2 separate regions of the Macaca mulatta genome follow, and region 2 is linked to region 1. The links are chromatin contacts, called in public Hi-C maps. All regions are on one chromosome and are shown on one strand. Each heading gives the region's core, a stretch centred on a gene start, on an enhancer-like site or on the middle of the called end of the contact. The rest is flanking DNA. Distances are from core to core; before and after follow the strand shown. Region 1 holds the start of DENND4A (DENN domain containing 4A). Region 2 holds the start of RAB11A (RAB11A, member RAS oncogene family).

Evidence for each region. Hi-C and Micro-C count contacts between places; a contact is called where the count stands out from the background.
Region 2: a Hi-C map of fetal cortex germinal zone shows a contact between it and region 1, with 3 times the contacts expected there. The contact joins the promoter of RAB11A here to the promoter of DENND4A in region 1. A contact is called at or near these places in 4 of 14 Hi-C or Micro-C datasets (CD4 T cells, blood, fetal cortex germinal zone and 1 more).

What each region holds. Positions count from the first base shown.
Region 1 is chr7:43,225,248-43,233,199 of T2T-MMU8v2.0, reverse strand. DENND4A (DENN domain containing 4A) reads left to right here and starts at 3,144. Exons shown (of 33, transcript XM_077939608.1): 1 at 3,144-3,235.
Region 2 is chr7:43,315,346-43,323,297 of T2T-MMU8v2.0, reverse strand. RAB11A (RAB11A, member RAS oncogene family) reads right to left here and starts at 4,843. Exons shown (of 5, transcript NM_001261789.1): 1 at 4,687-4,843. The coding sequence starts at 4,726. It overlaps TRNAQ-CUG (transfer RNA glutamine (anticodon CUG)), which reads left to right and starts at 5,180; the gene lies at 5,180-5,251.

The DNA.
Region 1 (7,952 bases), core at 1,895-4,394:
GCTTGAACCCAGAAGGTAGAGGTTGCAGTGAGCTGAGATCACGACACTGCACTCCAGCCTGGGCAACAGAGCAAGACTCTGTCTTTAAATAAATAAATAAATAAATAAGATTGCTCTATAGAGGCTCCAGGTTTTCATTTAAAGGTGTGAGAAACTTCTGGTATAGCAATTAAGGTACATAGATTTAACAGGTGGAGAGGATTAGGCTGTACAACAGCTTGCGCTTCCATTGCTTTAAATGGTTATTGGTTTCATCTTTTCCTTCATGCATCATTCAAACCACAGCATTTTAAAATAACTTCTAAGAAATAGCCAGATAGAGTTCCACATATAAAATATGACAATTTCAGAAATGGCATGGTGCCAAAATTTATTATCCAAAAAATTCTATTTGGCTCATGTCTACACTGTTAGAATCCTTTGCCCAAATCACATCTAGGGTTTAGGTTTAACTGTGACTACAGTCGCATATGCCTGGGGTGTTGAGAGGACTCCTGATATGACAGTTAAGGGGGGGCTCTGAGGTAGGATTCTTCCTGGGTACACAGTCAAATGCTGCGTATTGGTTTTCTACTGTTTATTAATATTGTTCTTTAAGAAGCTATTTTCTCTGATTAAAAAAACCTTCATGCCTTTTAAACTTCTGAAAGGTTTTAGAATCTGATTTTGTACGTTACACGCAACTATATATCTATTTTAATTGGTACTCTGTAGATGAAAATATTTGTGTATATATATGCACATATATATGTATAACCAACTAAAAGAGTGCTTTTGCTGCTGGTGGAATATTTTGATACGCCAGGCTACTCCTCAAAGAGGAATTGACCTGATACGTATAGCAACACTTACAACTAACGAAAGGCTAAATCTGTGTCCAATGGGTAAAGAACTGGAAGGGTTCCCAACTGGACCTTAAAAGAAGCTTTTTTAAGGTAGAGCACAATGGCTCATGCCTGTAAACACAGGACTTTGGGAGGCTGAGGTGGGTGGATCACTTGACCCCAGGAGTTTGAGACAGGCCTTAGGCAACATAGTGAGACATAGTCTCTAAAAAAATAGAAAAATTTGCCGGGTGTGGTGGTGGGCACCTGCAGTCCCAGCTACTCCAGAGGCTGAGGTGGGAGGATAGATCGAGCCTGGAGTAAGCCGTGATCACACCACTGCACTCCAGCCTGGGCAACATAGCAAGGCTCTGTGTTGAAAGTTTTTTTTACAGCTTTAACTGACATACAGATGACTACATATATTTAAACTATGCAACTCGACAGTTTTGTTTTTGGTTTTTTTTTAAAGCAAAGTCTTGCTCTGTCACCCAGGCTGGAATGCAGTGGCACAGTCTCGGCTCACTGCAGCCTCCGGCTCTGGGGCTCAAGCGATCCTCCCACCTCAGCCTCTCAAGTAGCTGCGACCACAGGCGCACGCCGGCACGCACGGCTAATTTTTTGTATTTTTGGTGGAGACAGGGTTTTCGCCATTTTGCCAGGCTAGTCTTGAACTTCTCAGGCTAACCTCTTGCCTCGGCCTCCCTAAGCGTGTTGGGATTACGGGCATGAGCAAAGGCGCCTGGCCCCAGAGTTATTTTTATAAACTTTATAGCATGTTTCCCCTTAAAACGTGCTGAAGGCCGGGGGCAGTGGCTAAAGCCTGTAATCCCAGCACTTTGGGAGGCCGAGACGGGCAGATCACGAGGTCAGGAGATCGAGACCATCCTGGCTAACGTGGTGAAACCCCGTCTCTACTAAAAAATACAAAAAAAAAAAACAACAAAAAAACCCAAAAAACCTAGCCGGGCGAGGTGGCGGGCGCCTGTAGTCCCATCTACTCGGGAGGCTGAGGCAGGAGAATGGCGTGAACCCGGGAAGCGGAGCTTGCCGTGAGCTGAGATCTGGCCACTGCACTCCAGCCTGGGCGACAGAGCAAGACTCCGTCTCAAAAAAAACAACAACAACAACAACAACAACAAAAAAACAGTGCTGAAGTACTTTTTTATTGTCCCTCTTCTCCCACTAAACTGCAGTTTCCTGAAGGTGGAGGTTTTGTTTCCCTCACCACCCTCTGAGCACCCTCTGTATCGATGATTGTTGACTGAATGAATGAATACAATGAAAGAACTGGAGGTAGGAAATAAAGTTGTAAACTTGGTTAGTAAAAGGCTATGCAATTTAGGAAAAGTTGACTTTAAAGCAGAGGGATTTTTAGGGTCCTGTTTCTTCTTTCATTTGTCCATAGAATAACGTCTAACATTTATTTAGTACTTTCAAGCACTATACTAAGTACTTCACAGGTACTATACAATTTAACTCCCGAGCAACCCCGTGGGGGGTAATCAAGCTTTATTATCTTCATCTGTCAACAGCCATCAATGGTGGAGAGCCAAAGTCAGGTTCAAGTAGGCCGTATCCAATTAATCCAAAGTAATGGACACCCCGTCAGTCAACAACTGGGGTTTTATCAACGTACTTTTCGGAGAAACCCCCTGAATTCCCCGCTTTACCTTTCTATCTTGGGACCGAAACCTACTCCGCGGTTGCTAACCCTGAAGGGAGTTTCCTGGAGAATCTGAGCACCCTTGGTGGAGAAGCTCAGACCTACGAACCGAGCAAGGCAATCTCAGGACTCCCGGAGTGCCGGAGAGGAAGGAAGAAACAGGTCAGTTGGCGCGAACTGGACTCTTGTGCTTCTGGGTGGCGAAAGGTGAAGGGACTGTACGCTTCGCCCACGCCAGCCTGGGGCTTGGGATCTCCTGACCCGACGGGGAACCACGGTGCGTTTCCCCAACTACACTGCACGTCACAGGGTAGGGCGACTTAGTCCCGCCCACCTTCTCCGCCCCCTCGTCAGTTTGGCGCTAGGACCCCACGACCCTCAACCCGGCCCTCTCCTCCCACTAGGGCTAGATCCGGCCTTCGATTGGTGCTCGCGCGCGTGATTCCCGCCCCCGCCCCTTCCGTCATTGCCAAAATGGCGCCGGTAGCGGTGGCCGCGGCGGCTGGAGTCGGAGAAAGAGGCGGAGGCAGTGGCGGCCGCGAGGGGAGGGGGAGTCCCGTCTGACTGAGACGGCAGGCCTGGGCGGGCGGGGGTGCCGCGGAGGGCGGAGCGCCGGGCTGGGGATGAGCTAAGCGGGCTCAGAGCGCCGCGGCATTCCGCCTCTCGTGTCCCGCTGCCGCGCGTGAGGGAATCCGGCGCGGCTCTTCAAGCTCGATCCGCTGCTCGCTCGGGAGCCAGCTGGGAGGTGAGTGCGGGGGCGGCGACCCGGGCAGCGGTGGCAGGTGGAGCTGTCACGGCCCGGAGAGGTGACAGCCGGGGGCGCGGGAGCGGGGCGGCCGGGCTCGGGGAGGCGGCATGGATGGCCGCGACCTCCGCCCGAGAGCTCTTGAGAGCCGGGAGGTCCTCCGCGGCTCGGTCCGCCCCGGGATGGCGTGGCGGTGCTGAGAGTAGCACCCGCGCCTCTGCGTCGGACGCGTGGGGGGCTCCTGTGTTTTCATTCCAGATTTTCTATTCCAGGCTGGCCTGGGGCTGTTGTTATTTGCGAGTGGGGGCGGGGAGGGGGAGGTCCTGGATCTGGGATTTTGACAAGCCCGTTACGTAAGTCGGAGGTGGCTTCCCGGAATCCCACCTGCTCGGTATCTGAGACAGGCGGCGGGGGGAGCCCGGGGTGCCTGGAGGCCCACTTTTCCTCCCAGGGTCTGTCCAGCCTTCCCCGGCCCGCGGGCACGGGTTCTGCGTGAGCGCGGCCAGCGTCCAAGTTGGCCAGTTTTTTTCTAGTCTTTTTGGGGATGGTGTGTGGTGGGGGAAGGGAACGATTCCTGGTTACCACCATTCCCTTTGAAGTTTATCGCTTTCTGGAGGTGGGGGGGCAGGAAAAACAGTAAAAAGCTTGTGACCTAAAATTGGGTCGCAGCGACAGCTTTTCATTATCGTGCTTTTAAATGACAGATGTGCTGGAAGATTTTTGTTGTTGTTCCAATGTGCTTTTAATTCAAATGTATGGTTACGCCTAGAGCCATAGAGGTTTTTGTCTTACAGGACAGTTATTTCTTGTTTGCAACAGCAGGACAGGCATTAGTCAACAGGCATGTATTTATTTAAGGAGAAAACGCGTGTCAGCCAGCTAGAGACCCGTGAGGGCAGAAATTGTATTACTCTGTGAATATGTTATTCTTTAAAATGTATTATACATTAATGAAAAGAATAGCCCGAATGTGAAAGAAGCGGTCTTGCAAGATTACAAGCTGTTATTTGGTGTGTATATAGTCTCATTCTATTTTCTGTTTACCCTAGTCTACCTCTTCTCTCCTTGGGGGAGGAGGTGGAGACACCTGTAAACAGTGTAGCCCCGGTTACACTAATCTATTGTAGTACATTTGGGATTATTTTTAAAAGTATTCTGGGGGACTTAAGATTGGGTAATAAGCAAGGACTCTTGAGCAAGTTATTCAGTTTATGTTGATAGTGGTTCTGGGATTCGACTTTTGAAAACTTAAGTATACAAAATTTCTGAGCTGTTTGAATCCTGTTCGAACTTAAAATAAAATATTATATTTGGCTTCTTTTTCGAAAACTTTGTTTTGGGCAGAATTAAACATTATGGGCAATTTTTACTTCATTTACACAATTTCCCTTTGAACCACAGCTCTCAGTCCAGAATAGCATATGTTATCATCATTATATATAATATGTTACATAATTTTCTTTTTCTGAATGATTAAACATAGACCTACTTCACTGTGAAGTTTAATTTTTGTTTTGTATTATTTTTTAAGCCCCTTCCATTCTGGGATCACTGTGGAGTTTTATAACAATGTACTTGCTAAGAAATTTAATTGATCTTGATACCAGTCGCAAATTGGGAATAAATATAAATACATTTTGGCCCAAGTTTTAAACTTATAGACACAAATTTACATTTTTGAAAATTGGTGAAGCAATATGAGTTTTTTGTCTGTGCAAGAGAGCCAGGAAGTTGATGCTGATTTGTTCTGAACTTTTCCACATGAATTACCACTGGTTTAAAGAGTTATTGATTCTCAAGTTCCTGGAACTGTTGTCCTAGTTCTGGTAACTTGAATAGTATTTAGTATAATTGGGAGGCTAGAAGAAGTAAGAGACTACATGACATTTATTAATTCATTTAAAAAATTATGGCAGAATTGTAAAATAGAATTAGCTGGGGTTAATAGAATTGTAAAATAAAAGTAGCTGGGACTACAGGCGTGCATCACCGTGCTTGGCTAATTTTTGTATTTTTTGAGACGGGATTTCACCAGGTTGCCCAGACTGGTCTTGAACTCATGAGCCCAAGCAATCTGCCCGCCTTGGCCTCCCGAAGTGCTGAGATTACAGGCGTGAACTGCCGCACCCGGCCAGTGTAATTGCTATTATAAAACTTGGTTTTCCACTGAGTGGTATTAGTTACATTATATTTTGTTGTTTGCAGAATTTTTTGAAGCATTCTATGTCCTACAAAAACCTAGTTAAAGCACTGATGCAGATAGAGGTGTTTGGTATATAACAAATCTTGTGCTATTCCTACTTAAATTGATGGTGCGTTGTTCTAGGTGGAAAACAAAAGTTGCTCTAGCAGGAAAATTGACTTGTTATTCTTGCCTTCTCCGATGTCAGAGACTTATCTTTGGGCGATTTTTCCTTTTTCCTACCACAGGTAGAAGAAGAGTGACTGAGAATAGCTGATACATTTTTCTTCCTTTCTTATTTTATTTTATTTTACTATCTAATGCCCCAGATAGATTGTTTATTCAGTAGAATTTGTGGGAGGATGCTGGGGATGGAGGGAGTCAAGCACACCACACTTCATTATTGTATATCATAGTTATCACTTTGAATTCTACAAGACCAATGTAGAAATGTACATTTAAGAAGTGTTTAGGCCCTATTAGGTGGCTCATGCCTGTGATTCCAGCCCTTTGGGAGGCCAAGGCAGGAGGATCCCTTGAGCCCAGGAGTTTGAGGCTGCAGCAAGTTATGATTGTGCCACTGCACTCCAACCTGGGCAACAGAGTGAGACCCTGTCTCAGAAAACAAGAAACAAGAAGTGGTTAATTTATATAGCATTTTATAAGAGTGGAACAATTTTAATAGTCAAAATGCATTATAATATGGGAATGGTGAAATTAATGATAATCTATATGGTGGATACAGCTTCTAAAAATCATTTTTAAAACGTACTGACATAAGAAAGTACAATATAATGTTAAGAGAAAAATTAGAATATAAAGAAACATATAGGTATAGATGGCAAAAAGATTTGCAGGAGATATATAAAATAGTAAGAGATGCTATCCCTGGGTGATAGAATTATAGGTAATTTTTATTTTAGTTTTTGTGCTTTTCTCTGTTCTGAATAATTACTACTTTTTTTTTTTTTTTTGAGACAAGGCCTGGCTCTGTCACCCAGGCTGGAGTGCAGTGGTACGATCTCAGCTCACTGCAACCTCCACCTTCCAGGCTCAAGCCATCCTCCCACCTCGGCCTCTCAAGTAACTGGGACTACAGGCATGCGCCACCATGCTTGGCTAATTTTTCTATTTTTTGAGACGGGGTTTTGCCATGTTGCCCAGACTGGTCTTGAACTCGTAAACCCAAACAATCTGCCCGCCTTGGCCTCTCAAAGTGCTGAGATTACTGCACCTAGCCAATTATTACTCTTTTAATTATGAAAAAGACATTGAAATATTTTCAAGGGTCATAGGAGAAAATACTGAAAATCCCAAATAACTATTGCTACAGTAGGAAAATTATCTTAAGGTTGTTAGCAAAAGTAACCCAAAATATCGTGCTTATTTTCATTATACAATAATAGACACAGCTTGTAATTTAGATGAAGACGTTCTCTTAATAACCAGCACTAACCTTGTAATAGTTTTACGTATGTGGATTTTTGTGTCTTTAAACATTGCTTCTCACCAAGGTTTTTCTTTCTTCCACCAAAGCTGTTCTGTGTTGACAGTGCCACCTGTTGATGGATTCCTCTACTTAGTCATTTCCCCATTACTTCGTCAGTCAGTAGGCAATGGTCTTTGATTATGAGATGCCAGATAATTTGCTAGTTACTGAGATTACAAAGGTAAATAAATGAATAGTGATTTCTGGCCTCAGACCCTGGGTCAGAATTTTTTTTTTGCTTTTTGGACCATCAGTACATATTGTGTACTCAGGTTTTCCTGTTTCTCTGCCAATAGCCTGACACCTCAGGCAGTATCTTTTTCCTGGTGCTCATATGCTTTTGTAACTTTCTTCATAGGAATGTGTGCTGTGAGTTCTAGACAACAAATTTACAGATACATTTTTGAAACATTACTTGATTATAGGTTTGGGAATCCTATAGTTAGAAGGGCTGCCTATATGTTCATCTATGGCTGTTATTATTTTTAAAATGTGTGACACTTTCTTAGTTCCTTCTTTGTGCTTCCTTCTGTTAAAAATCACAAGTAGAAAGCAAGAGAGAGAAGAGACAAAAAGAAAGAGGTAGAAAGATATCAAGGGAATTTTCCTACTAGTGTTATACTTTATTTTCACTGAGAATAGTGAGTCATTAAAATGTATAGTAAGAGATACTGTTTCTGACATACTTTGTTAAAACCTGTCTCTCTTGATCTGTGTAAAAATGCATTTTCCATATGTATGTTAAAGTGTATATACATACATAAGCTCACACAGTTTAGCTGTTTTTGTTTTCAAATGAAAGCTGAAATATGAAGATCAGAACTTTATTAAATTTCTTAATTTTGTTGTAATATTGTTTTGTAGATGAGAGATTTTTATTTTTGAAAAGTTTTAAAAATAAATAGCAAAACTGTGTACACCCACATACCCACATATAAAATGTTAACATATTTCATTTTTGCTTCAGATATATATTTAATTTAAAATAACTATTTATATCGTAGTTATCACATTGAATTCTAAAAGAGCAGTGTAGAACTTTATAC
Region 2 (7,952 bases), core at 3,594-6,093, 88 kb before region 1:
GAGGCGGAGCTTGCAGTGAGCTGAGATCCGGCCACTGCACCCCAGCCTGGGCGACAGAGCAAGACTCTGTCTCAAAAAAAAGTTATCAGCTAGACACCTACCGTATTTGAGTATCATCGCAAATACCTAATACTAAATATCAAGCTGCTAAATGCATAAAAGCAGAATATACATATTAATTATCCATTGTTTAATTAAAAATTTCTGCTTCTTCAACTACATTTAGTTTTATACTTTCTCTTGCAAACTAATTTACTGGACCAAAATATAATTCATCAAAGACAGTACCTCAACCCTAAAAGTTACCACCTGAAAGAATAACTGGTAATTTTCATTCTGGTTTTCATAAATTTCGAGACATTTCTATTCTTTCAACTATATTCATACAGTCCAACCTCCTCAAAAGTTTTTAATATACAATGCATTCAAGGTGGGACACAGTGGCTCATGCTTGTAATCTCAGCACTCTGGGAGGCCAAGGTGGGAGGATCCCTTGAGCCCAGGAGTTTGAGACCAGCCTGGGCAATGTAGGGAGACCCCATCTCCACAAAAAAGAAATTTTTATTTCTGTAAGTAGGATAGTCTTAAAAAAAAAAAAAAAGAAGCCAGGCATGGTGGAGTACATTTGTAGTTCCAGCTACTTGGGAGGCTGAGGCAGGAGGATTTCTTGAGCACAGGAATTTGAGGCTGCAGTGGGCTATGACTGTGCCATGGCACTCTAGCCTGGGCAACAGAGGGAGACCCTGCCTAAAAAAAAAAATATATATATATATATATATATATATAGAGAGAGAGAGAGAGAGAGAGAGAGAGAAAGAATTATATATATAATGCAAACAATAAGGCTCAAGTCTAGACAAGTTTTTCCAGATTCAGCAGAATCTGAGTTGCTCAACCAAAACTTGTGAAAGAAAAACTACTAACAAGATGCAAGACAGCAAAGTTTCCATGATAATTTATACTGACAATCAGCTGACGGTTAATTACTACTGACTTCCAATGTGATTGAAAAGAAAATGTCTTAAGCAATAGACTATGTATCCAGGTATTTTCAGAAAATGTAACTTTGGATTGGTGCCTACCACACAATATTTGTAAACAGAAATTATGACTGATGCTTACTTACGTCCCACAGGGCCTTAACCACATTGTTTGTAAATACAAAATTAAAGTTTTAAAAATAAAAAGTTTAAATAAAATAAAACTAATTCCCTCCCACCAAAAGTCTCACTATTGGGCTTAAATAAAGGTCATAATTTAGAATAATTGTACTGCTCGTCCCACATTACATTCCTATTTAGACCACTCCATCCCCTATTAATTAAAATATCCCTTTATTTTCAACTTGTTAGTTACAAACTAACTCCAATTTCCTCAACTATTGCATTTGCTAGGTTAAGTCTAAGTACAAACAGCTGCAGTCCATCTCAGTGAATAAATCTCTGTACAATAAAGTTATTTTAAAATAAAATCATTCTTCACTTTAAAGCAGGATACTTGTATAAATAAGAAATTGGCTAAATAATCAGTATTGAAGTTAAAAAAAAAAAAAAGAAAAAAGTGACTCATATCCTGTAAGAGCTTTAAAAAATTAGAAATCTGGCCAGGCACGGTGGCTCATGCCGGTAATCCCAGCACTTTGGGAGGCCCAGGCAGGTGGATTACCTGAGATCAGGAGTTTGAAACCAGCCTGACCAACATGGAGAAACCCCGTCTCTACTAAAAATACAAAATTAGCCGGGCGTGGTGGTGCATGCCTGTAATCCCAGCTACTCGGGAGACTGAGGCAGGAGAATCGCTTGAACCCAGGAGGCAGAGGTTACAGTGAGCCAAGATCGCATCATTGAGCTCCAGCCTGGGCAACAAAAGCGAAATTTCATCTCAAAAACAAAAAAGTAGAAATCCTCCTCAGCAGAAGTTTTAATACCCTATCTTAAACAGCAAAATGCACAACAAAATGAAACCATAACCCATGGAAAAATAAAATGCATTAGAAGTTTCCAGTTTTATGTTTTTTTAATAATATTTAAACGCTGTTGTAGTTGAACCTACATTTAAGGTTCAAAAAACCGACAAAGGCCAGGCACACTGGCTCACGCCTATAATCCCAGCACTTGGCGGGGGCTGAGGCAGGTGGATTGCTTAAGTCCAGGAGTGCGAGACCAGCCTGGGCAACATGGCAAAACCCTGTCTTTACAAAAAAAAAAAAAAAAATTAGCTGGACGTGGTGCTGCACTCTTGTAGTCTCAGCTACTCTTAGGAGCTAGAGAGTAGCTAGGGAGGCTGAGGTGGGAGGGTCACCTGAGCCTGAGGAGGCCGAGACTGCAGTGAGCCTTGATTGTGCCACTGCACTCCAGCCTGGGGGACAGAGCGAGACCCTGTCTCAAAAAAAAAAAAAAAAAAAAAAAACTGACAAAACCACAGTAACTTCTTTCACATTATTACCATTTATTGAGTCCTCATGGTTAAAATTTTACAAATAGTCTCATTTAACTCTCACAACAATCTTAAGAGACAGGTATTTTCCTTTACATAAATGAGAGAACTGAGACTCAGAAAAGTTAACTTTTCCAAGGTCATATAGTAAATATAAGACCTGAGTCAGGATCTAAACCGAAATCTACGTTAATTCCAAAGCTCGGTGCTCTCAATCGTTGCTAGAAGGATGGTCTAATCAAAAAGCTGAAATACTTTAGGCCAATTCAGAATATTTAATATTCTTTGTTAAAAAATAAAAGGACCTTGTATAACCAACATTCCAGTTCAAACCAAATAGGAGAAATACCCTGACGGTCTATCTTGTTCTGAATTAATTACTTCAAAGACAGCCTTTATAAAGGCACACTACCATTATACCATATTTTAAAACACAAACCTCCCTTTAACCCCAAAGTCTCAAGAGATTCAAATAATTTCACATCATCTCAGATACCTTCGGCAAAACGTATGCTATAGTATACTTTCTGTAATCCAGGTCTGAGTTTTGTATTTGTAAAATGAACTAAGTACCCTGAAAGTACTTTCCAGCATGGGGTGGAGGGGGGATACCAAAAGTATTCACCCTATACAATAGAATATTCTGGGTCAGAGGCGTAAGAGACGACAAGAGTACAACAGCAGGCTAGTATAACAAGATTTGCAAAGTATTGGGAAAGCAAACAAATCTTTCCTGCTTGGTTTAGTCAATCATTCTTAGCACCCAATGGCAAAGACAGAAACAGTCACCATGCTTAACACTCTTTAAACTCCACCCTCCACAGTAAAGCTTTAATAGCAATGGCTTCTTCCTCAGTGGTAATGATCTTTGTTCAGCACACTACTGATGGCTACCTTCCCAATTCAGGAGCAGAGAAAGAGCATCAGAGTGAGAGTACATTCACTGAACAATAAAAGCATCTACTGTACTTTCTTCTTATTGAAAAATGTACCCTTTATCTTCGTTGACTAAAAAAAAAAATTGGATTCCTTCCGGACTCAACCAATAAGCAATTCTTTCTAACCAACCCTGACCCTCCGATATGTTCTATCCAAGGGCACTACATGTTTCCGTACCTTATAATAAATATTTAATGTGACCAAAAGAGCACACAACTTCCTTCCTACCCCCAACCTTTTGGGAAAGGTATGTGGCCAACTAGGGCTCTTCCCTTCCTGTTGGATCCTCCCAGTGTTGCAGCAGGAAGCAACCAGTCCATAGAGATAAAGCAAGCTAGTATTTGTGCAGCGCACAACCTTTCCTGCTCAGGAACCGGGCCTTCAGGTCTGGCAAGGATAACAGCCACCACCCATCCGCAACCTCTTCTCGCGAACCGAGTAAAGAGTTATCCCGGGTTGTGTGCCACTGAGTAGGGAGAGCAAGATAATAAAAGGCTAGGTGGGAAGTAATGTCAGCCTGCCGGGTCACTGCGACAAGTGCGCGACTGGGTGATGGTCGATCCCTCTTACCCTCCCACCACCCGGGTCGCAACGGAGACCAGGGAGCTCTAAACACGATCTGGGGAGGGAAGGTAGAGAGAGTTGCCAAATGGGGAGTGGGGGAGGGAGCGGTCAGAGAAGGTTAAGGACCGCGAGAACCGCGGGGCGGAGGGTGGGGGTGGGGACCCCTGGCCCGCTCAGATTTTACCGGGTCCTGGACCCGGGATGCGAGAAGCTTAGAGGGGGGGCCGAACAAGGGGAGGAGATATGCAGAAAAGAGGCTCGCTCGAGGGGGAAAGGGGGCAGATAAGAAAAGACCTGTAGTGGGAGTCTGCACCGAAGGCAAGGCCAAGAGGGAAGCGAAGAACCCGTCACAGGGGCTTCGGGAGAGGACGCCAGCCGGGAAAGGTGTACGCTGAGGGGGAGGGGGCGCTACACCCGAAAAGAGAGATGGTGGGAGGGGCGGCGGGGCCGCAGAACCCAGGGAAAGGAATTCGACGATATGCGAGAAGGCAGTCCGCCAGGGGAAGGACACGCAGGGAGGGGCTGTGAGGCCAGCCAAGGCCCACGGAGAGGTCGCTCAGAGAGCGGCATGTGATGGGGACCCCTGTCTGAGGAGGAGAGAAGCTGAGCTGGGTAGGAGACGGAACCACACAAAAAGGAAGGGCTGAGGCAGGCCTCTATCAGTGCACGGGTGGCCGGCACGTCCGCCGAGTGTGTCCCGGGTCCCCGAACGGGGACTGTGTAGAGTGCGAGAGCCCATGGCCTCACCTTTAAAGAGGTAGTCGTACTCGTCGTCGCGGGTGCCCATTGCGCGGCCGAGGAGCGAAAGGGCGGGAGCAGCAGTGGTATCTGTGGGACCAGGGGGCGTCGCTGCAGGGGTAACCCGAACGCCGAGCTTCAACTGCCGGACTGGGTGAAGAGCCCCTCCTTGCCGCTGCGCCACTTCCGGCAGGCCCCAGCCTTTAAGGGGAAGTACTTCCGGGGGCGGCTCCCCGTCCCTGAACCCAAGAAGGGCGGTATGCACGAGAGTCGCGATGCGTGGGGCTTCAAACTTTCGTCGCTAAAGGAGGCTCAAAGGGGAAACTGAGTCCTGGAATTCCTAGCTACCGTGGTCTTAGTGGCCTCTTGCTTATTTCTCGAGCTACCGTGCCCGGAAGCGACTCGCTGGAACCGGGCGGGACCGCCTGTGAGTGGTGGGTTTGTGGATGGGGGCGGGGTTGTCTAAGGATCAGAGAGCCGAAGGCAACTACATATGCGTGGCGGTTCCATGGTGTAATGGTTAGCACTCTGGACTCTGAATCCAGCGATCCGAGTTCAAATCTCGGTGGAACCTGCATTGGTGCTTTTTTTTTTCCTTAACAACTTTTTTGTTCACTAAGTAATTGAACAACTATGACATATATTAACATGGAGATGTAAAATTTAATCCTTGCCTATGAAGAACTCACAAATTTCCCACTGCATTTGAGGTACTATCTGCTACCTGGCGGGGGTTGTCTTAATGAGCCTCTTCACTACCTTTTTTTTTTTAACCCTGGCCCCTCAAACTTTAATTCAGAAGCTTCAATGAAACTTGAAAATTCCTTTTGCTGGAATTTTCTACCTCCAGCTTCATGCACGGGTAGGCGCTTGTCACTCACTCCTCTCCGGAAATCTCTCAGTCTATCTCGTTTTCATTTAGAGTACTTCGCCCACCCTCCTCATCAAGATTCATCAAGAACTTGAGTCCTATTTGTAGGCCTCTAATCTAAGTCCGTTTACATAAGTATTTCATTTAATATGCCGAGCAAAGGATGGCAATTTCCATTTTAGCGGAAATTTGGATACTAAGACTCAAGTGATTTGCCAGATATCATGCCGCAGGGCCTCCCTGTATTTGAAGAGAATTTTGTAATTCCAGAAAAGCCTTTATCCAATTATTGTCACACCTCCTACCTCCTATATGCAAACTCTCGATTTAGACTTGTGGGCAAGTGTGCCTAGAACAAGCAGAAGAATACCACCTGCCAATGATGTCCACTTCCCAATTCCCAGAGACTGAATAGGTTAGGTTACATGGCAAAGGGGAATTGAGGTTACAGATGAAATTAAGGTTGCTAATCAGCTGACATTAAATTAGGGATATTATCCTGGATTATTTGGGTGACCCCAGTGTTGTCGTAAGAGTACTTAAAAGTGGAAAAAGGGCTGGGCACGGTGGCTCACGCCTTAATCCCAGCACTTTGGGAGGCCGAGGTGGGTGGATCACCTGAGGTCAACAGTTCAAGACCAGCCTGGCCAACAAGGTGAAACCCCGTCGCTACTAAAAATACAAAAAGTTAGCCGGGCGTGGTGGTGGGCGCCTGTAGTCCCAGCTACTCTGGAGGCTTAGGCACGAGAATCGTTTGAACCCGGGAAGCAGAGGTCGCAGTGAGCTGATTAACAGCTGAGTCAATGGGCTGGGAAAGGCAGGCCCACCCTTAACCTGGGTGGGCACCATCTAATCAGCTGCCAGCGAATATAAAGCAGACAGAAAAATATGAAAAGGCTAGACTGGCTTAGCTTCCCAGCCTACATCTTTCTCCCGTGCTGGATGTTTCCTGCCCTCGAATGTTGGACTATAAGTTCTTCATCTTTGAGACTCAAACTGGCTTCCTTGCCTCTCAGCTTGCAGAAGGCCTATTGTGGGACCTTGTGATTGTGCGAGTTAATACTACTTAATAAACTCCCATTTATATATATATATGTCTATCCTATTCATTCTGTTCCTCTAGAGAACCTGGACTAATACAGTTGGTAAGAAAATAAAAAGGAACTGTCTAGTAAAAAGCCTGGAATTATAAATTTAGAAATGCCTAGCCTTAGACTGTGGGAGAAGCAAGACCTGAAATATATCTCACCCTCCACATCTGGGGAGGTAACCTTACATGTTTGTTAAAAACAAAGTGAGGACTGATAAGGCTGTGTTTAAACTTCAGCTCAGTCATTCACTAAAGCTGTGTCAATTTCAATAATTTATCTAATCCTGCTGAATCCCAGTTTCTTATCTGCAAAATGGGGACAAACAGGAAGAAGGAATTAAGTAACATATGTATAGCTGTTAACAGTGTGCATGGAACATAATAAATATTTATGAATGCATTGACTTTTTTCTTTTTCCTTTTTTTTTTTTTTTTTTTGAGTCAGGGTCTTGCCGCGTCACCCAGGTTGGAGTGCAGTAGTGCGATGTCGGCTCACGGCAACCTCCGTATCCTGGGCTCAAGCAATTCTCCCACCTCCACCTCCCAAGCAGCTGGGACTACAGGTGTGCACCATCGCACCTGGCTAATTTTTGTATTATTTGTAGAGAGGGGGTTTCGCCATCTTTGCCCAGGCTGGTCTTGAACTCTTGAGCCCAAGCGATGCTCCCATCTCAGCCTCCAAAAGTGCTAAGATTACAGGAAAGAGCCACTGTGCCTGGCCAAATGCAGTGATTTTCAACAGGGGTCAATCTTGTGTCCAGAGACATTTGATAACATCTGGAGACATTTTTAGTGTCACTACTTGGGGGTGCTACTGGTATCTAGTAGGGACCAGGGATGCTGCTAAATGTTCTACAACACACAGGATAGCACTCCCAACAAAAAGAATTATCTGGCCCAAAATGTCAGTAGTTACCAAAGTTGAGAACCATGAGTTATTATTGTAAGAAATAGCCAGATGCCAGGCCAGAGCCTATGATGGGAAAGGGGCAGGATGCCATGATCCTCACCTCCCTGTCCTAGCTCATTTGAAGAAAGTGAACCTCATTCCCTAGGTCTCAGGAAGAATCCCCAGGGACAGACTTTCCTCCCTTCCATATCCCATAAAGCAGAGCCTGGGGGCCACTGGCCTGACCCAAAAAGCTTCCGTAGTGGTTTCCATTTGTTAAATAAACATGTCATTGTTATATTTCTTTCTTTCTTTTTTTTTTTTTTTTTCTTTTTTTGGAGATGGAGTCTCTCTTTGTCACCAGGCTGGAGTGCAGTGGTGCGATCTCGGCTCACTGCAACCTCTGCCTCCCAAGTTCAACTGAT